6 separate regions of the Mus musculus genome follow, and regions 1, 2, 4, 5 and 6 are each linked to region 3. The links are chromatin contacts, called in public HiChIP or PLAC-seq and promoter capture Hi-C maps. All regions are on one chromosome and are shown on one strand. The core of a region is the stretch at or near the end of the contact, and the rest is flanking DNA. Distances in the headings are between cores, read along the strand shown. Region 1 holds the start of Usp45 (ubiquitin specific petidase 45). Region 2 holds the start of Coq3 (coenzyme Q3 methyltransferase). Region 3 holds the start of Wwp1 (WW domain containing E3 ubiquitin protein ligase 1). Region 4 holds the start of Pnisr (PNN interacting serine/arginine-rich). Region 5 holds the start of Faxc (failed axon connections homolog). Region 6 holds the start of Ccnc (cyclin C).

What was found. Promoter capture Hi-C pulls out the DNA fragments that hold promoters and counts their contacts. HiChIP or PLAC-seq counts read pairs in DNA pulled down with a chosen protein or histone mark.
Region 1: a contact with region 3 is called in a promoter capture Hi-C map of pre-B cells, with 12 times the contacts expected there. The contact joins the promoter of Usp45 here to the promoter of Wwp1 in region 3. A contact is called at or near these places in 9 of 39 promoter capture datasets (the 3T3-L1 cell line, cranial neural crest, embryonic stem cells and 5 more), 4 of 484 Hi-C or Micro-C datasets (B cells, CD4 T cells, CD8 T cells and 1 more), 2 of 115 datasets of contacts at active chromatin or transcription factors (astrocytes and embryonic forebrain) and 2 of 9 other capture datasets (adipose tissue and liver).
Region 2: a contact with region 3 is called in a promoter capture Hi-C map of pre-B cells. The contact joins the promoter of Coq3 here to the promoter of Wwp1 in region 3. A contact is called at or near these places in 2 of 39 promoter capture datasets (cranial neural crest and pre-B cells) and 2 of 115 datasets of contacts at active chromatin or transcription factors (astrocytes and embryonic forebrain).
Region 4: a promoter capture Hi-C map of pre-B cells shows a contact between it and region 3. The contact joins the promoter of Pnisr here to the promoter of Wwp1 in region 3. A contact is called at or near these places in 8 of 39 promoter capture datasets (the C10 cell line, cranial neural crest, embryonic stem cells and 5 more), 7 of 484 Hi-C or Micro-C datasets (B cells, CD4 T cells, CD8 T cells and 2 more), 3 of 115 datasets of contacts at active chromatin or transcription factors (astrocytes, embryonic forebrain and large pre-B cells) and 2 of 9 other capture datasets (adipose tissue and liver).
Region 5: an H3K4me3 HiChIP or PLAC-seq map of pro-B cells shows a contact between it and region 3, with 9 times the contacts expected there. The contact joins the promoter of Faxc here to the promoter of Wwp1 in region 3. A contact is called at or near these places in 2 of 39 promoter capture datasets (cranial neural crest and pre-B cells) and 4 of 115 datasets of contacts at active chromatin or transcription factors (astrocytes, embryonic forebrain, pro-B cells and 1 more).
Region 6: a promoter capture Hi-C map of pre-B cells shows a contact between it and region 3. The contact joins the promoter of Ccnc here to the promoter of Wwp1 in region 3. A contact is called at or near these places in 4 of 39 promoter capture datasets (cranial neural crest, hippocampal neurons, pre-B cells and 1 more), 2 of 484 Hi-C or Micro-C datasets (CD4 T cells and rod photoreceptor), 6 of 115 datasets of contacts at active chromatin or transcription factors (astrocytes, embryonic forebrain, epiblast stem cells and 3 more) and 2 of 9 other capture datasets (adipose tissue and liver).

Annotation. Positions count from the first base shown.
Region 1 is chr4:21,774,847-21,778,028 of GRCm38.p6, reverse strand. It overlaps Usp45 (ubiquitin specific petidase 45), which reads right to left and starts at 1,759. Exons shown (of 18, transcript NM_152825.2): 1 at 1,712-1,759.
Region 2 is chr4:21,877,981-21,881,077 of GRCm38.p6, reverse strand. It overlaps Coq3 (coenzyme Q3 methyltransferase), which reads right to left and starts at 1,432. Exons shown (of 7, transcript NM_172687.2): 1 at 1,282-1,432. The coding sequence starts at 1,390.
Region 3 is chr4:19,707,241-19,710,284 of GRCm38.p6, reverse strand. It overlaps Wwp1 (WW domain containing E3 ubiquitin protein ligase 1), which reads left to right and starts at 1,281. Exons shown (of 25, transcript NM_177327.5): 1 at 1,281-1,446.
Region 4 is chr4:21,846,437-21,849,869 of GRCm38.p6, reverse strand. Pnisr (PNN interacting serine/arginine-rich) reads right to left here and starts at 1,822. Exons shown (of 11, transcript NM_001369189.1): 1 at 1,731-1,822. 4930528A17Rik (RIKEN cDNA 4930528A17 gene) reads left to right here and starts at 1,422. Exons shown (of 1, transcript NR_028384.1): 1 at 1,422-3,433.
Region 5 is chr4:21,929,528-21,932,586 of GRCm38.p6, reverse strand. It overlaps Faxc (failed axon connections homolog), which reads right to left and starts at 1,261. Exons shown (of 6, transcript NM_175234.4): 1 at 758-1,261. The coding sequence starts at 1,023.
Region 6 is chr4:21,725,663-21,728,997 of GRCm38.p6, reverse strand. It overlaps Ccnc (cyclin C), which reads right to left and starts at 1,297. Exons shown (of 12, transcript NM_016746.4): 1 at 1,083-1,297. The coding sequence starts at 1,114.

The sequences.
Region 1 (3,182 bases), core at 510-3,009, 2.1 Mb before region 3:
CAGAAACAGCTCACGAGAAATGATATATTTTCCCCTATAACAGATAAACCCTTGATGAAGATTTATGTACAGATAATGATGACCTCTGGAAGAATACTCAGAGGCAGATTTTTGATTTTGACTTTGTAAACAACCTGCTACCTTTTTCGAAACCGTTGTCTCAAACGTCTCCCGGTAATGGAGGGGCAATTTCCAATCATTTTTCTAGCAGATGTAACGTTATCTGAACATCCACAAGCCATAATGTGGCAATACCATGTAACCTTCTCCTACAAATGCCACTTAAGGCAGAACAAGCAAGCAAACAACATTAAAATCCAACTACTGGACTTTCAAAGGCTTTCCATTATCAAAATTGTGTCTGGAAACCTCCAAGTCTCTCCTGGCACTGAGGAGTCAAGAGGACTGACTCACAGGATTCAGCACATGGTTGTATATTTCATGGTACATTCTATGAACACTCAACCCGACTAGACTGGAAAAGGGTACTTTGCCCATAACTTCCATAAAGTCTCTCTCTTCAGGTGGGTAAGACAAGGACTAAGCAGCAACATGAATCTGGGTTCAGGGGAACCCATTAGAGACTTGGAGCACAGAAACTGTATGGTAACTGGTCATTTTGGCATGAAACATAATGCTGAGTATAGAACAATTACTACTACATCAGAACATGCCCAAACTCCAAGTTTTAAGATGCCAAACAAGGGCCAATGTTGCAGGCAGAGCCATCAAAGGACAGAAGTTTCAGGCCTGACTTCACCACAAACATGTTCTGGCTTTTTCTTTCTTTCTTTTTTTTTTTTTTTTTTGAGGTTTTGCAAACATCAAACGTTACAGCTTTCTTTTAAAACATAAATCTATTGATGTATTTTATATGTATGGCTGTGCACGTGTTTAGTGTTTCGATTTGCATTAGTGAGGTCAGAGTAGCTTCTCTCTTTCACCTCGTGGGTCCAGGAGATTGAACCATCAGGTTTGGCGACCTGCTGAGACGTCAACTTCAGCTTTTAATTTAAATATTATCTAGCACTTGCGTTACCTCTAACAAAGGATGTACGGCTAACGCAATTAATATCACACTTTTCAACTGGCTACAAGCTTCCCTTGTCAAATTGGTTTTTGTTTTGATTTTTTTTTAAGTTTTGGGCTGCTATTCTCCAGCGTGAGAAGAGGAAATGCAAACATCTTCCTTTTAGATACCCGGGCTCAAAACACTCAATTCTATGAACCTCTTACAAGCACTTTGAGATACGTCACTATCATCATCCTTAATTTACACTTGGAACTGGATAGAGGTAAAGTGACTTGCAGAAGTCCGGGAGCCGGACGTGGGCTCAGGTATAGGATCGACCCCTAACCTAATATTTGGCGTCGCCAAAAAGCTGTGTCTAGGCTCTTCGTCAGGCCATGAATGCACCCCAAGTTAGCAGAGCGGGATGTGCTGCGAGGGGAGACCCCGAGGGGACAAGCGGACGCTGCATGCCCGGGTCACCAAAAAGACGAGACTCGGCCTGGCTCCCTCCCCGACCCCGGCTCTTCCCCCCTGCCGCCAGCACTCGGCCCGGGAGGCCGCCTGGTGCCTTTGTGAATCTGGACGCGAGGGTAGGCTAGGAAACCTCTCTTTCTAGGCTGGTTGACGTACAGGAAGGTCTCGTCGCCCAAGCGAAGACACAGTGGTTACAGTGACCCCAAAGCCTGGGCCCCAACTCACCCCGCCCGCCGGGCCGCAGCTTCCACACGCAGGAGCTTCTGCGCCTGTGCAGAGGGGAACCCGGAGAAGGCGGGGCTTGGCGTCCTGGGCGGGGGCGAGGGCGGGGTCTGGTGTTCTGGGTGGGCCGAAGGCGGGACTTTGAGTCCAGACCCAGATCTGGGTTTTCCTTTGGCGGCTTGGAGGTTGGAGCATGGTGGAGGAGTGTAGATGGGATGAGGGGATGGCGCCCTGCAGCCAACTGATTACAGTGCCAGCCACGGGGCCTGGATGCAGGCGCTGGCTTTAGTGAGCTGCGTCCCACTTGCTGGGTGCCTTTTAAGACAGCTTCCCTTGTTCCATCACCCAACTCGGAACCTAAAGTCGCATCTGAGATTCACTCTATATGATTTTAACGTTTTATTTCACGTGGTTCTCACTTCTGAACTAGATTGTACATCACACCTGTAATTCTGCTCAATCCGATCATCTGTTACAACAATGTACACCTTGCTTTTGAGTAAAAACAGTTGGTTTGAAATTTTGTTGTGGGGCTGGAGAGATGACTCAGTGGTTAAGAACACTGACTACTCATCCTGAGATCCTCAGTTCAATTCCCAGCAACCACATGGTGTCTCAGAACCATCTGTAATGGGATCCGATACCCTCTTCCTGTTACAAAAAATAAAAAAATTTAAAAAACAAAAAATAATTTCTTGCAAGCACTAGTTGATGAGCCACAGTCTTTCACAAGGGACAAGTTGTGACCTAATGGATCGTGTGCTGGGGTTGGAGTTTAAAAGAGTTCAGTTAAGAACCAAAAGCTGACTGGGTTTGTTGTTGTGGTTTGTTGTTTCCACTTTTTTTTTTTTTTTTAACTTAAAAATCTAATTCATTTCCATGGGGAAACTTGGCAAAGGAGAGAACTCTTCCTTTATGTTGTTTATAGGAACCATTCATTAGACAAATGCAGTGGAATACAAGCATGCTGGTCAAGATACTAGGTATGGGGTACATAATTGTCTTTTAGAAGGTCATTTTCTTCCAGGGAAAAAAAGAAATGCTGCATCTGTAAGAACAGTTTGGGTTATGATATAATTCCAAAGTCTATATACAAATTTCAAATTTGTCTGTATAAATATCAAGTTTCATATGTTAGTATTGAATTTGAAATAGACTATGTAAAAGATGCAAAAATTTGCATCCTAAATTGTGTCAGGTTTTTGTTTTTTGTTTTTTTCTGGTTTTTCTTTCTTTTTTTTTTTATTAGATCTTTTCTTTATATATATTTCAAATTTCAAATGCTATCCGGAAAGTTCCCTATACCCCCCACCCCGCCCTGCTCCTCTACCCACCCACTCCCACTTCTTGGCCCTGGCATACCATTGTACTGGGGCATATAAAGTTTGCAATACCAAGGGGCCTCTATTCCCAGTGATGGCCGACTAGGTCATCTTCTGCTACATATGCAGCTAGAGACATGAGCTCTGGGGGT
Region 2 (3,097 bases), core at 183-2,682, 2.2 Mb before region 3:
CATGAAGATGTGGTGAGACAAGTACAAATTAGAGCAATGGCATCATGTCAGCAGAGCTGGCAAAGGCACGGAGGAGGTGACTATACGTAAGGGAAGAACATGCCAATCACAACAGCTTGGGAGGCCGAGGCAGGTGGGTCTTCTGATGTATGAGACACACATTAAAAGGTTTCTAAAAAATGGACCAGAGATGTTCTGGATCTCTGGAACAATGACTCGGATTGTTCTGGAAGACAAAGTTTAAACAATAAAAGAGTATAAATGTATATAAAGACAATAAAATCTTATAAAAGACAATAGAAGAGTATAAAATCATCTCTCCAGAAAATTAAAGTTGGAATCGTAATTCCATCTAGATCTCCAAGTTCATTAATATTTATTTATATCTTGCTCTCTTAAAAATTATAATTATTTTTTTCAGTAGTATTTAAATAGGTATTATTGCTGTTACTGTCATATTAAAATTCCCAACCATACCAATCTCTACCATATAGTGGTCATTTTCTTTTCTTTTTTTTTCTTTTTTTTTTTTGTTTTTTTTTTTGTTTTTGTTTTTGTTTTTCGAGACAAGGTTTCTCTGTGTAGCCCTGGCTGTCTTGGAACTCACTCTGTAGACCAGGCTGGCCTCGAACTCAGAAATCCGCCTGCCTCTGCCTCCTGAGTGCTGGGATTAAAGGCGTGTGCCACCACGCCCGGCCTGGTCATTTTCTTGTAAAGGTTGAACCTAATTATCTGCGTACTACTTGCGTTTAAAAATCTATAGCACCAAATGCAGTTAGCTCTTTACTTTATTTGCCAAACAAGAGCATAAATGCCTTAAATTCTTTGGCGGGGACGGTAAGATGGTGAGCAATAAAGTAGTGAGGCAGCGCTAGGACGTTCCCCGTGTGTCTTTCTTGGTTTGGTTTGGAAAGCAAGAACCACCTCCAGGATCCAGCAAGTTGAATGGCGGCTCCCGGGCCACAAGCTCATAGAACGCAAATAAAATAGGGCAAAGGTCGTGGGCTACCCGGCGGCGGCGGCACAAGAGACACGCTCTCCGAGGCCCAGATCCTTAGTCCTCAGCCTTTTTCCCCTGGCTTCTCAGACCTGGAGGGTTGTAGCCGCTGGAGAGAGCAACACCAGGTCCCGGAGGTCACCAGGGATGAGGACGGGGCAGCGCGGCGCTGCTTTTAACCAGACCCCACGGAGCCGGACAGCCCACCGCTCTCTGCCGCGCTTGCGCAGAGCCGCCCCGGCACCCGAGGCGTGCGGAAGAACCTCCGCGCCGGCGACACTCACCCGACCGTGAAGTTAGGCGAGGAGGCTGGGCGACCGCGCTGGGGCACCCAAACCCTAGCGTTTCCAGGAGACGAACCCCACGAGAGCCCAGCCTTCCACCTCTCCACATCGCGACTAGAATCCTACTCCTTTTCCGGTCCCTCCTCACAACAAATCCCCAGCGGAAGGGTTCCGCCTCCTACACTCGCGGATGCCGGCTTTTGCATTTGCATTAGTTAATGTGAATTTGTGGTCACCGTTAACTCGAGCTCCTCTATCAAATTATGTCTGCAATGAAATAAAGAGATGTTCCTAATAAAAGGCCACGAAGACCTACCTACCTTCTCGTCCTACGAGTCACGCCGTGCTGTTTTCGTATTTACGAGCTATCTCCTCAGTCTTGGAAAACCGACTCTAATGCTTAAAATCAAGTACGGAAATGCTTTTTCCGAGAAACCCATTCTCTTTCAATGCGCTCAAGTAATCACAGAGAACAGAAGTCCACATCTAAAGTACATTCTTTGAAACTGACCCTTTATTCTGTTCAGGATACACCGTATGTAGCAGAAAACTCCTTACACTCAGTTTAGACGTTTATTGGAAGTAGAAACGGAGCAGTATGAAAGATTCTAGTATGAATCTAATATGAAGTTCATACTAGTTTTTTTTTTTTTTTTTTTTTTTGTCAACTTGACATTAATTTGATTCACCAGGAAACAGGGACCCTCTCCTGAATTGCCTTCATTAGACTGAACTGCGTGTTTGTGGGGCGGCGTTTTCTTGATTGATGTTCAGCCCTTTGGAAAGTGGAACTGGGTTGTATCTGAAGCTTGCATTTATGGATCTCGCCCAGACTTCCCTCAATGATTGATTAGGATCTCTAAGCCAAAGAGAAAGAAACCCTTCCTAGAGTTGCTTTTAGTCAGTGTTTTATCCCAGCAACTAAAAGCAAACCAGGAACGGTTAAAAAACAAACAACAAAATAAAAAATAATGCCCTCATAAAAAGAAGGGTAAACTCCTAAAATTTAGGGCGTCATTCTACATTTCAGCAGGCAGTGCTGTCCTTTAAATCGGGGAAACTTACTAAGCTCTCATCCTCTGAGCTAAAATACTAACCTCATAAGCTGTATGAAAACCAGCTGCTCTATCACTGTCAGAGGTCCCTGTGTTTGGAGGTATATGGCCATTTCTCCAAATGAAGGTGGAAAGTTTTATACACAAGTTGAAGTGTCATGTTTTTGCTGGATTGACAGACCCACGGAAAATCATGGTTAACACTCTTAAGGACTTCTGTGCATGGACTGTACTTAACATTAAGTGTACACCACACAGCTCCATAGCCATCCCAGTCTCGCTTCAGCAAAGGCAGGAAGTGATATGCTTAAATACTGGTAGGAAGCAAAGAACCCTCTAAATCCCCCCACGCAGCAACAAAACGCTTTTCTGTAAGTTCAGTTGAGCTGTGTCAGAAATAAAATTGTGGTGACTGTAATGCAGTATGTAGCCATTACTGTAGGAAAGTTCCAGAGTAACTCCAGTCTTACTTATGAACAAGCTGTAAACTAGCTCATACATATTTTAGAAAACTCAACACCCATTTAACATTTGCAATGTGTTCTAGTTCTTTAATAAAAAATGAAGGGTAAGTCACTTTATGTCTACACAAGCTTTATCCCTTTGAACAATCTACTACATCCATCCAGCTGAATGAGTTCTTGGACTTACTCAAAAAGTCTATCACACGGTATCCACTCTGAGAAATTCTATATTGCCACATTCTATTTAAAACTGAACTTACAGGGGAGTTGGAGAAATGGCTCAGTGAGGACCCAAGT
Region 3 (3,044 bases), core at 32-2,531:
TTCCCTTAAGTTGTTTTGGACCAGTCATTTATCACAGCAAGAGGAATAGGTTGAAGAAAAGTAAAATTGTCATGTACATTTTTGAGAGATTTTTGTGCACCATAGGCATATGCCCCTAACTTATATGTAAAATTAGGGGCTAGTAACTAATGGACCAGAGTGGAAAAGAATGAACGTTTGTTCATTCAAGTGGTATTTACTGAGTCCTACAAATACTCATGGAGCCTTAGTGTTCTTCTTGGTAGACTACTTTTTTCTCTTCTTCAAAAGTTGCAGCAACAACGGAGTGAATCAGAAAGGTGGTTTAATGTTAACAAGATATTTAGAACAGAAATGTTACAAGGTGATTAGGCTGAGAACTTGTTACCTATGGAGTAGTGAAGTTAAAGGTGTCACAGGCAACAAGAAGCCAGGATTCGTGAACTTTTCTGACAAGAGAACTAGTCGGCTCTGGGGTGGGTTTAAATTAATTTGTGAGGTCTAGCTGAGGTGTTTGGCTAAATGTACTATTTATTCTGGAAGAACTTTTGTTCTTTCTCTGAAGTAGAATGGCGGGCCATATGGTGAGTAATGTGGTCATTACACTGCAGTGTGACCTTTCTCGCAATGTAAATTACCAACAGCTCTTTTCTAAACCAGTTGACTCATTGTGTCAAAGAGTCAAGAGACAGCTACCTTTCAGAATTACTGTGTCCATTAACTGTACGAAAAGGGATATATGCACTTGCTCAATCAGTAGTAGCTTTGTCCCTGGGCCACTGTGGTGCCAAGAGAAAGGAACAATTTCATTACCAACACAATGGTCTCGTGTGACTACCATTACTAATGGACCCTAAATCAAATATTAAAGCGAGGTCAAGGGGTTTTCCTTCGCAGCCTACTTTGGCTGCGAAAGCACGGACGTGCCTGGAGGGTCTTCCCTGAGGTTATGCAGGAAGCTCTGCAGCTGACTGAACAGACCAGGTAGCTGCTGTTCACAAGTCACCACCGGCTTCCCGGCGGCTGCCCCGCCCCCTTTCCGGCTCTGGCTCCACCTCCTCTCCCTTATTGGTTGGCGTGCCTCTCCGCCTGACCGCCTGGAAGACCCGGAGGAGCGGAGTGGCCCCTAGGCGGGCTGGGCGCGCGCTCGCTGCGCATGCTCGAGGGCAGCTGGATTCCCGGTCTGGACCAGAGGCTCAGAGCGGCCCCGGCGGGGAGGCGCGCCCGTGCGCGGCAGCGGCAGCGGAGTCGCGAGCACGCTGCGCGCTCCCGAGGAAGGGAGGTGTAGGCCGGGGTGGGTGGGGGGAGGGCCGGGTGTCGGCGCGCTTGGCGTGCGGGATCCGAGTGGCTGCGGGCGGCCTGAGCTGCCCGGCCGACGCCTGCTGCGAGATGGCGATCTTGGGCGCGGAGGGCTGAGGAGGCGCCGCCGCGGTGGCTGCGGGCCCCGGGAGCCGCAGCTTTGCGCGGGTAAGTACAGCGGGGCTCTGGAGGGCGGCCGGGCCGGAGTTCGCCGGGGTGGGGTCGCCGGGCTTGCCCCGAGCTGGCCCTGGCACCGGCCTGTGCGGGTGACACCGGAGCCCGGCGAAGTGGCTCGGTGACTGCAGTGCTCAGCCTCCTGACCGGCGGCTTGCTGGCGTCCCAGCTTCCCCGCCTCAGAACTGCTGCCCTGACTTTCACCCGGATCCCACCGGCGCGAGCCGGGACGCCAGCCTCAGAACGTCCTTTTCTGACACGTTTTTAGCATTCAGCTTTTTTTTTTTTTTCACTGACTCCGCACCTCCTCTCACCAACAATCTTAATCTCCACCTTTGGTGACCTGGTAGGTTCAAGTGACCTTGCAAAATTTTCTAATCCTCATCTCGTGATTTGGGTCCTTTTCCTTTAAATCTTCTTTTAAAATGTAGTATTGTTAGGATTTGGTACTTTGCCCGTCGCCTTTAGCCTTTACAGTCCTTAAATGATCAGTTTGTGGCTTAGGGCTGTATGGCTTTCTACTCATCGGTTTGGAGTTGTAAGTTCTTTTGCTCTAAGCGATTCCTCTTCATTATTACCAAAAAGAAGGTGTATCTATTATGCTTTTGAAATATTTTACTCGTCCACCATAAAATATTTCACAAATGTCTGTGTTTTCCCTGTTAATGTTTCATCTTTTTGTGTGCATAAAATTGAATTCCTCCCCCTAAAATGCCGCTACTTAGAGTTATGGAAAAAAATGCCAGAGTTACCTTCCCACTCCCCATTTGGTGTTTTTTTTACCCCTGATGAAATACCCTGTTCACAGTTGTCTGTAGGTTTCTGTAAGAGTTTTTGCTTATGTATAAATCCACTTAACATGTCTCACCAAGTCTGTATGTAACTGCTAGTAAAACTCTCCTTTTAAAAAAGACATTCTTTCATTTATCTAACTTCCTTGAGCCATAAAACTATGTGCTTAAGCTGACTGAAAATTACCATTTTTTAAATAACTAGTTAACATTTTAAATTCAAAGATAATGTCCAAGTGTTGGAGCTGTTGAAATTGAGATGCTTGAGAAATGTGACTTAGCTCTTTGAGACATAGATTATTAACATTTCCAAATAATTCTTCACGTAAAATGTAGAGCTGCTTTTAAGACACTGTACTTTTGAAACCCAGGGCATGGCTGATCAGGTCTCTTGCCTTCAAAGAGATGGTAATCTCTTGAGTTGGCTGAAATTTCTGTTACATCCTTGCACAATTATTAAGCATCAACTGCATGACAGTGAGGTATTTGGAGGTATATGTAGATCAAATGGTTAGCAGCTTCTGTCTTTGCAGGCTATGGAGGAGGTATGTGTGTTGGGTTATATACCGATGCTCCTTTTATGTCCCTGTGAATAAATGGCAGGATCTCACTACAAAGCCCAGTCTGGCCTTGAACTTGCCATCTTCCTGCCTCTGAGGTCATAGGTCTATGCCACCATGCCCAGAATACCTTTGTGTGCGTGTGTGTATGTTTCATAAATATATAAAATTGTCTCAAGTCGAGTTCAGAGAGGGTACTTCTTACATGAGTTAAGGGGTTTTGTATTTTGAGGACTCTGGA
Region 4 (3,433 bases), core at 573-3,072, 2.1 Mb before region 3:
GAAAAAAGGAAAACGCTTCAATTGACTTCAAAATGACTTCTTCAAATAATGACCGCAAATATTTACAAAACTCATTTACAGATTGTGACAAAAAGATGAGAATTGAAATATGTTTTAAATCTCTTTGTACCTAGCAGTTCTGTATTCTTAACACTAAAGGGATTCAGAAGTGAAAGCAGTTAAGATCTTGAGTTGGTGGCTAGCCTGGGCTCCTTCCCCCAAACTGAAATAAAGTTCTATAGTAGCCCGAGTCGGTAATCTCAATTGTAAGAAGCTAAAGCAGGAAAGGCGCTGAGCGGTCTAGGCCAGTCTTTGCAACAGAGTAACAAAGAAACAAAACACCGACCAATCAAATAGAAGCTGGTGGGAAACAGCAGACACCTGAAAGATTTAGCAATGGTCAAAAGTGGAAGAATCCGGACAACAAAAGCTAGGACTGACACATAGACATAAAGTAGTAATTTTTCATTGAACAGAGACGGTGGCCAGAAGGCTCAGCAGCTACAGCACCGGCTGCTCTTGCAGAGGACCTGCCTCCAGTTGCCAGCACCTCATGGCAACTCACAACCATCTGTAACTTCAGTTCCAGGGGATCTCCACAGAAAAATACTATCTTTTTTTAAAAATGATTTTTTTCTTTAACTAAGGAAATAGGAGCATGCCCTCAATTAATAATGTAACAACATTGTTCCATTAATAGTAAAAAAAAACAAAAAAACGTGTCATGGAAGTATATGTTACTGAGAAAATAAAACACGTGGTTATACACTAGCTGTTTAATTTTTCTATAATTAAATTAAGTTCTAGGGCTTGATGTGGTAGTGAATACATTTAATTCCAGCATTCATGAGCGAAGGCAGGAGTTCCAGGCCAGCCAGGATCATATAATGAGGCTCAAAAAAGTCCTTAAATATAAAGCTTACTTATGTTTTAAATTGTGTGTCTTAAGAATATCCGAGAACTCATTACGTCTCCCCTGATGCTTTAGAAAACCACCCCACAAATAAAGTCTTTACTGTTCTGGTTTGGTTTTAGCTGGATGTACTCAAAAAAAAAAAAAAATCCAAGATTGTTTTTGTTTTATCTAGGGTTAGGAAGAGAAAAGGTAAATGAAGTATTAAAGACTGCTAATTTAATCAAGCACAGTCAAAATTTGCTCAGTGCCCAGTTTTGTTAAGATGACACTATTATCCACAAAACTACGAAACAACTGAAATATAGGATACTACTTGTTTCCTCAGTGATGCTTAACACATAATACCCATCACTGGGTAAAAACACCAAAACTAAGCAACTAAATGATACTTGTCTAGGACGCAGCAGAAAGCGGTTGCGCCTGCGTAGTGCGAGTCGCAGAGTCGAAGTTCCAGATCCCGGCCCCCGCCGCCTCCGCCCCTCCACACTCCCTGCCCCTCAAGGGTTCCCACTGCGCACGCGCACTGCTTAACGGCCGCTCAGGCGCCCAACAATTAGTCCCTTGCCTTCTCAAAGGAAACTCTTAGTTCGAAGAATGGGTCGTGAGCCCTCTCCTTAGCCAAAGGCGGTTCCCTTCGGGCGACAGCGGCTCTCTCGCTCACTCTCTCGGGCGGACGCCGGAGCTTCTCCGGAATGAGGTTCTGGCGGTGGCGCCAAGCAGCGTACGCAGCCTGAGTCCCGCTCCGTTCGCCACACTGACCCAGAGGACTTTAGTCCTCCGGCAGGTCCCCCGGGGTAAACTGCTCGTCGCTTACCCGCTCCGGTTCCGGAATACCGCTGTCGCCACCGTTCCTGTAATTCTCTCCAACCTTTCGATGCTTCTACTTCTTCATGAACAAGACAAGATGGCGCCCGGTGGTTCTCACCCGGAAGTGAATGATAATAACATCCGCTTTTCGGCTGAAGTCACACTGATTCTCAGCCAGGCTTACGACCATGTGATCTTACCGACGGGACGAGTCCGCGCCATTTTTGTTGAGGGCAAACCCAACCCACCTCGAGTTGGACCCTCTTGTGTGTGAAGCCCGTGTCATACCCGACACATTTTCATTTGTACAGCCAGCACAAAGCCGAGCCTAACGTTCCGGTACAATGGACGGAATTTAGTAAACTTTAGGCAGGAGACCCTCGAAGAGCAAATGCGTTCTAAGAATCAGTTCCGCTTTGGGAAGGATGCTGAATCGCTTTGCCTCTTTCAGACTACGGAGAGGACCGCAAGTCAAACCCTGCCAACTTGGAACTCACTGTGCCAGGCCTGAGTCGCAGAGCCTGAGTTCTGGAAGCAGGGTGTTTGCTAGGTCTCCTTGTTCACCTCCTAGCATCGCGCCCCCTGGTGGGAACATTTACTCAGTTCAACTTCGCTCAGCTACTCTTTAAGGAAAAGTAACTGAGAAGCAGAGTTTCCACTGGTCCTTCCTTACCTAAACTCCAAGATGGCCTCCCGAAAGGAGGTAAAAGGTGTTTAGCGTGAACAATGTTCATATATCTAAAATGTCAACTTTCCAGACTAGGAGTTTAATTACAAAAGGAAACAAAAATTCTAAGAAACACAGCATTCTTAACCTAAATATTGGAAAATGACTTTCTTGAAATGTCAGTGTAACTAAAAAGAGTTATGAAGGAGAATTCCAGGAAAAAGTCTGTGTCTGCAAAGATTGATTGGAGCTTCAGTGATGTGGAGAGGTTGGAATTTTACAAGTCCAGAGGCTAATTACCCAATCTGGCCCTAGCTTTACCCACGAATTGCCAGTCTTTGCCAACCTCCCCATATTAGAGCTAAATCCTGTGACTAATAGATTAAAAACCTTTTAGAACTTTTAAAAAAATGATTTATTTATTTTTATTTTATGTGTATTGGTGTTTTGCCTGCGTGCATGTCTGTGTGAGGGTGTCAAATCACTTGTTGCTGGACTACAGATAGTTGTAAGCTGCCATGTGGGTACTAGGAATTGAACTCTGGTACCAGCGCTATTAACCACTGCCCCAGCCTTTGGAACTTTTTAACTTAGCTGACTCCCAGTTTCCACCAACCCAAGAGCTAAGAATGTTATCAGATAGCATCTGCAGCGATGTAAAAAGTGTCCCCATCTTGCTGTAGCTTCTGTGATGTACACACCAATGTATCTTAAGCCTGCCTTGGTTTATGACTGTCTGTTCTTTAAAAACTATAAAATGTCATGAAACCACTTCCGTGTTATAAAAGAAATTTGGCATAACTGTGTTCCTTGTGCCATGGACATTCAAATGTGGCTCCACAATAAACTCTCTTATTCCCTTTAATGTGAGAACTCTGTTTTTAGCACCCACACCATGCACTAAAAATCTAAGTCTTTGAGTTGGGAACTGCACAAGAAATATCAAATTACTCTAGAAACAAGACTGTAGTAAACTGAATAAAGAAAATATAGGTAGATGTGAAAATAGGAATGCCCTTTACAAGAAATTCTGTAATTCTCAA
Region 5 (3,059 bases), core at 12-2,511, 2.2 Mb before region 3:
TCCATTTATTGTAATTTTCAAGTCAGCCCTGTACACATTCTGCGGCAGGCAGCCATGAAACTGTTTACAGCCCAGGGAGACTCCCTGTTATGCCAAGTGCTCCATGTGCTAGCGCTGCCCTCAGATCTCCTACCGCTCGCAGAATGATTGTATTTAAGCTTGAAGGTGCTTACAGTTCCACACCAGATAAGCAGGTAAGCAGGTTAAGGCTGCATCAAAACTGAACAGGGTTACACCAAGCTTCTGCAACTGCAGCCTCCTAATAATGTTGACATTTATAAAGAAGAGTAAGAGAGAACTAACCTTTTAGGTAAAGATGAGGTTAATAGTTAATGTTCCAGCATCATTACCCATAAACCAATTAGGCGTTTATAAAAGTGTACCTTAGTATTTCTACAGAGCTTTATTCTATTGTTACGAATGCACTGATTGCAGTTAGACTCTTCCTATGGGCTTTAGCAGATTGTTTATATCCATAACACTGGTGACTCACAGCACTTTGCTTTTAGCATCGAAATGATGGAAGGAAAACGCTTTCTTTCCCTTCCCAATTTAACCCTCCCATCAACTCTAAATGGCTCCTTACAAGTGGCCAGGTGACCGTGAAACGCCTTAGGGGGTTAGAGGATGAGAGAGGACGCTTGGACCTTTGGGCGGCGGGACCTAGGGGCTGGTTCCGGAACCCCCTTTGAGCCAGCCCTACCCGGGCTAGCTGCCCTGGTCAGTGCCCGCTTCGGGGGCCCTCTCTCCGGCTCACCTAATGACCAGGAGTTCGTGGAGCAGATACGCAGCCGCGGCCAGCAAAGCTCCCCCGGTCAAATAAAGGGTTTTCTTCCACCAGGGATCCGAGCCCAGCCCTGCCATGATCCCACCGTAATCCTGCAAAGGGAAAGCGATGATGTCCCCATAAAAGGAGAAGGGCTCCTCGGACCCGGCCCACCAGCCGAAGAAGGAGATGCTCTGGTTCCAGCTCAGGTCCACCACGCACGGCCTGGACGAGGCAAAGCCAACCCCCCAGTGCATGCTGCGCGGCTGGCTCCGGGCGCCCCTCCCAGGGCCCGCGCCGCCCGCATGGGAAGAGGCCGGCGCCCGGGCGAGCGGGCGGGTTCAGCGGTGCGCAGGGGGCGCGGGCGGAGGCGACGGCGGAAGGACGCGGACGGCGAGCGGAGATCTGGGATGGCTGGGCCCCCGGGCCCGGCGAGGCAGCGGCGGCCGCCGGCCTCCCTGGCCGAGGCCTCTCGCAGGCGCTCTTTGTGTCAGCGCGTGGAAAGGGCCACGTGATGTCATTGCTCCCCTGGGCCCGGCAACAGAGGCGGGATAATGTCACCTACCCCGCGCCCTGCCCCCGCCCCGCATCCCCGCGGTGCGCTGCCTCTGCTCGGCCGCAGCTGCGGGGCTGGACGCCCGGGCTCGGGGAGGCGGGCGGCGCGGGAGGCTGCGATGGCTGCGGCTGAGCCGAGCCCAGAGCCGCCGCCCTCGGTTCCACCCGCTCCCGCCCGCAGGCGCCTTGCGGAGCGCAGGGAACTCACCTGCCCTGAGCCACAGACCGGAAACCTTGGGCCAGGGCAGATTAAGGTCGGGAGCGTCTGTCTGCTCTCATTGCTTTAAAGAGCTCAGGTAAGCACAGTCACCTAGGTCCCAGGCAAGGTGCTGATGAAGTGATTGAGGTCCGCCTTGACAAATAACAGCAGAAAGTACTCTAGGTGAGAAATCTTCCCACCTTGGAAATCGTTACCAAGGATATCGCTGATACAGGATGGTCCCTTTGGGTGCTGAAAATTTGTAAAATAAGCAACTGTGTATTAAATGGTTTTCCCACTCTGGGTAACCCTGAAGAGATCGATTAGAGATTGGATTTAGGGCCTTATACATGGCAGGCACGCTCTCTACCAACATGGAATGTTCTAGATCCTTTAAATCCTTAAATGTAGACCATGTGTTCTAGCCAGAGCATGGGCAGTTTCAGTTTAGAGGAAATAAAAATATTGAAGACATATGATTTGTCACAATTTAAAATTCAAGTATGACTATAAGAATACATCTGTCCCCCAATACAGTAGAGACTGGGGTGCTGATGAAAGGGGCTCCCATTTCCTGGATTTCACCCCCTTAGAATAAACAGGTTGTACAGTCATGCTAGAAATAAAACAAAAGATTGTTTACCACCATAGCTAGAGAAGGAGGCCCTACCCAAGTTGTCACGAATTTTAGGGTCATCCCAAAGGGAGTTAAAGACCTCTCAGGATGTGTAGTCTGACATGAACTTCCATGAGAAGGAGACAGCAATCAGCCCAATGCAGTGACAGAGGAGGCCAACAGAAGGCCAGCCTGGGCCAGATACCAAGGAGCTACAGGGTGTCATCCCCCACACACTAACACAATACACACATCCTGCAAGGCACTGCAGCACTAGGTGGGACTAGGGGCATCCTCTCCCACTGAGACAAGATGAGGTGGTCCATTTAGGGGTGCGGGATCCACAGGCAGGCAACAGGCCCTGCACCAGTTGTTGGGGGACTGGAAGACTGACTCTTTAAAGAACCGCTTCTTTTCTTTCGTTTTTTCAAGGCAGGGTTTCTCTGTGTAGCCCTGGTTGTCCTGGAACTCACTCTGTAGACCAGACTGGCCTCGAACTCAGAAATCCGCCTGCCTCTGCCTCCCAAGTGCTGGGATTAAAGGCATGTGCGACCACTGCCCTGCTAAAAAACAAAACAAAACAAAAAACAAAACAAAACAAACTGCTTCTAAATGCGGAATGGACACTCGGATCTCAGATTTGACTGGCAGTAGCTATGCAGTCCTGCCTCATCTCTAAAGGCAGAGCGGGTAGGAGCTAAACCTGAGCGATAAGACCCTCCACTAGGCACTGGAAGGGTGTGAAGATTCCAGATGGAGAGCCACCACCTTTACTCCTTCCCTACAATCACAACTGAGTTTGTCAGTTTTGGTAATTCCTCCCAGTCAAAAGAATGGAATATACCTCTGGCCCTGGGCAGAAAAGGCATTCTGATCTTTCTCTGGCGAACAGAACATGTCATACTTTTGTCTTTCCCCTTAAG
Region 6 (3,335 bases), core at 48-2,547, 2.0 Mb before region 3:
TATTCTCAGGCAAAGAGGGAAACAAGCAAACCAATTCACAGAATTAAAATTTTGTTATTCTCTTCCCACTAAAATTTAATTAAACTAAATGTCTCTATCTAGTCCTGTTCATTTTTTATGTATTTAGTGGAAAGCCTGCTCAACGCTTAGCCCAAGCATACAACTTCCTGCATGTTTAACCAAATGTATTTAGAGACAAATATCTTTAAGATTACTTTAGCCCTTCCATGGTCACTGAAAGACATTAAAATTTAGTGATTTAAGTGGTTAAAGGAAGAGGACAAAATCTGGGAAATACACGACTTTAAGGCAAAATATAAGACACTGGCTAATGAATGAAAATGGATATATTTTGAGAGCCCCTGTGCTCGCAAATTCTAGAAGCATTAAAGTCAATTTAGGAGCCTGCAATTGGTGGCTCATGCCTTTAATTCCAACACTTAGAAGCAGAAGCAGAGGCAGGCAGATTTCATTAAGTTCGATGCCAGCCTGTGAGTTTTAGGGCAGCCATCCCTCAACGTGAGAAACACTGCTTCGGGGATGGGGGTAGTGGTGTCAATCTAGGCATAAGGCTGGGCCAGGAAGCAGCAGGTAGAAACAAGCACGACTCACTCCTCTCCTCTGAGTAAATATTAAATCTACAGTAAGGCGAATGACAAGAGATTATAATATCACTGCTATGAAAAAACAAACAAACAAACAAGCTAGCTAGCAATAGCCAACCATGTCCATCCAAAGCAGGGAACCTCACAGAGCTACAATGGGTCACTCTTTCCCTTGCCGGTGCCCACATCATCCCACCAATCAAACCCCAAATTTGAAATGAAACCGCCTCCGACTCCCTTCCCGGAGATCAAACCCCTTACCTCTTACCCATCCTTCGAGCTCACCTCCCCTCTGCTCCCGAAATCTCTCTGTGAGAAGAGGGGAGGCTCGCAAACGACAGCATCACGTTTCGGACCCCCGGCTTCCCAGGGAGGGCTCACCCGCAGCGGCCAGGATGGAAACCCCGAGGGATGGGCAGGCCCAGCCCTCCTGTGCCCCAGCCCCGGCCCCAGGCGAGAAAATGGAAGCTCACTTACTAGTGGGAGCTCTGCCAGAAGTTCCCTGCCATGGAATAATACTGCTTGCCCTGATACAAATGCACCAGCCAGCAAAGCGGCCCGCGGAGCGACCATAGACACAGTCCGGACGACTGTGCTCCTACCAGACTGGCTGGGCTGAACTCCACAGCCACCGCAGCCGGAGGAAGAGAACAGCACCCTCGTCGCCTTGACGCCGGTCGACAACACTGAGCGGCGTACACCGGTTCCGGCAGACAAAAGTTCCGGCCCGCCCTAGTTGCGGAGGAAGCTAGCAACCGCCCGACCGCCAATGGGCTTGTTGAGGCGGGAGCTAAGGAAACACGGGCGGAGGCTCCCGGTGGCGAGAGGCTCTCCCCGAGGTTTCCTGCCAATTCTCCTCCAGAGCGTCCACACACTGGGTTTCTGGTCTAGTGCGGTTTTCTTTTGGGTCCATTTAGGGATCTTGTTAATCCACGGTGTAGGCCTTCAGAAATAGCACACTGGCGTTGAAGAAAGCATGGCAGTATATGACTGCTTTTTCCCTAGGGCTGAAAGGAGAAATAAATGAAAGTAATTTTGGCCTTAAGATGTAAGTGCTCTTAGTAAAGTTCCTGTCGGTATTAAGCCTAACGAGTTAAGTGTAGACTTAACTTAGAGTAGCAATCTTTTTATGTCAGAGCCGGCTACTTGTTTACCTAAAAACATGAGCATATAAATGTACATCTAGCTAACACTTACGTTCCAAATGGGTATGCCGCAGAAATGCAATTAAATAATATTTAAATGTTGCTGTTATCATTGCAACTTTGCGTTCGCGTTTCGTACTGTACTTCGGCGGCAGAGTCAAGAACATGAGGAGTTTCAGGCCAGTCCTTGCTTCATGCTGAGACGCCATCTAGGGGAAAAGAGGAAAAGGGATGTAGATAATCAAGGATGTAAAATGCTTGCTGGTGCCCCAGAAGCTCTGGGTGATACTCAGCACTATATACACCTGCAAGCTAAGGGTATTCAATACCCTCAGATACGTTGTTTTGGGCCAGCCTAGGACAGGTGAGGATCTATCTAAATCTTTTAAGTTTTAATTTAAATTAAAAAATGTCTCTAAATGATTGGGCACACCTGAAAATTAGTCAAGAATTCCGAGGAAGATAGCACCAATGTTTTTCCTTTGTGAGTGGAGTCTAATTGAGATGTGGAATGGAGTGAAAACAATTTCTATAAGTGAAACTAGTATGCCAACTATAGAAAAGATGTTTTTAAATTCCACCCACTTAGGCACGTACACAATTAACCTGTGAAATACATTTATTCTTGAATTTGGATGAGCTAGACTAGGCTTCATTGTTATAACATTGTTATACCCCCAACTTAGCTTGAAAATTCGTCTCATTCTCATGGTATTTCCTAAAGCTGGCTAGTTCTTCCTGGCTGCCCTCTAGATCTTCAGAGAACTAGAGGGTTTCTATCTCCCAACTATTCATTTCAATGTTCCTTGCTTCCAAGATCAACATCTTTCTGGGCAGAACATGACTCAAGCGAGCTCTTTAATAACTAGTATTAAGAGTCTTGAAATAGAAACAACCCAATCAATTTTCATGACCCACTGACCAGAATATACCCAAATGACTCCAACTTAATAGCCAAGGTACCTAAAAAATGTTGAGAGGCATGTAATACATTTGTGAACATTACTGTTTGTTTCACTGCAGATCAGTTTGTTTGTTTGTTTGTTTTGTTTTTTCAAGACAGGGTTTCTCTGCATAGCCCTGGTTGTCCTGGAACTCACTTTGTAGACCAGGCTGGCCTGGAACTCAGAAATCCGCCTGCCTTTGCCTCCCGAGTGCTGGGATTAAAGGCGTGTGCCACCACGCCCGGCAGATCATATTTTTCTTTTTCTTTTTTTTAAAGATTTATTTATTTTATTTATATGAGTACACTGTAGCTGTCTTCAGACACACCAGAAGAGGGCATCAGGTTCCATTACAGATGGTTGTGAACAACCATGTGGTTGCTGGGAATTGAACTCAGGATCTCTGGAAGAGCAGTCAGTGCTCTTAACCGCTGAGCCATCTCTCCAGCCCCTCAGATCATATTTTTCAAAATGTGTTTTAAAGACACAACCATCACCCAAGTTGTGCATCATAGAGATTTAGATTTGCTTTAATTCTCTCTGCTCTTTTCCTTTTGTTTTATCAGCCTTGCATAAAGATTCTGTAACAAACTGCTTGCGATGTTTTATGTGCTTCTATGACACTTTTTTCTTTCTTTCTT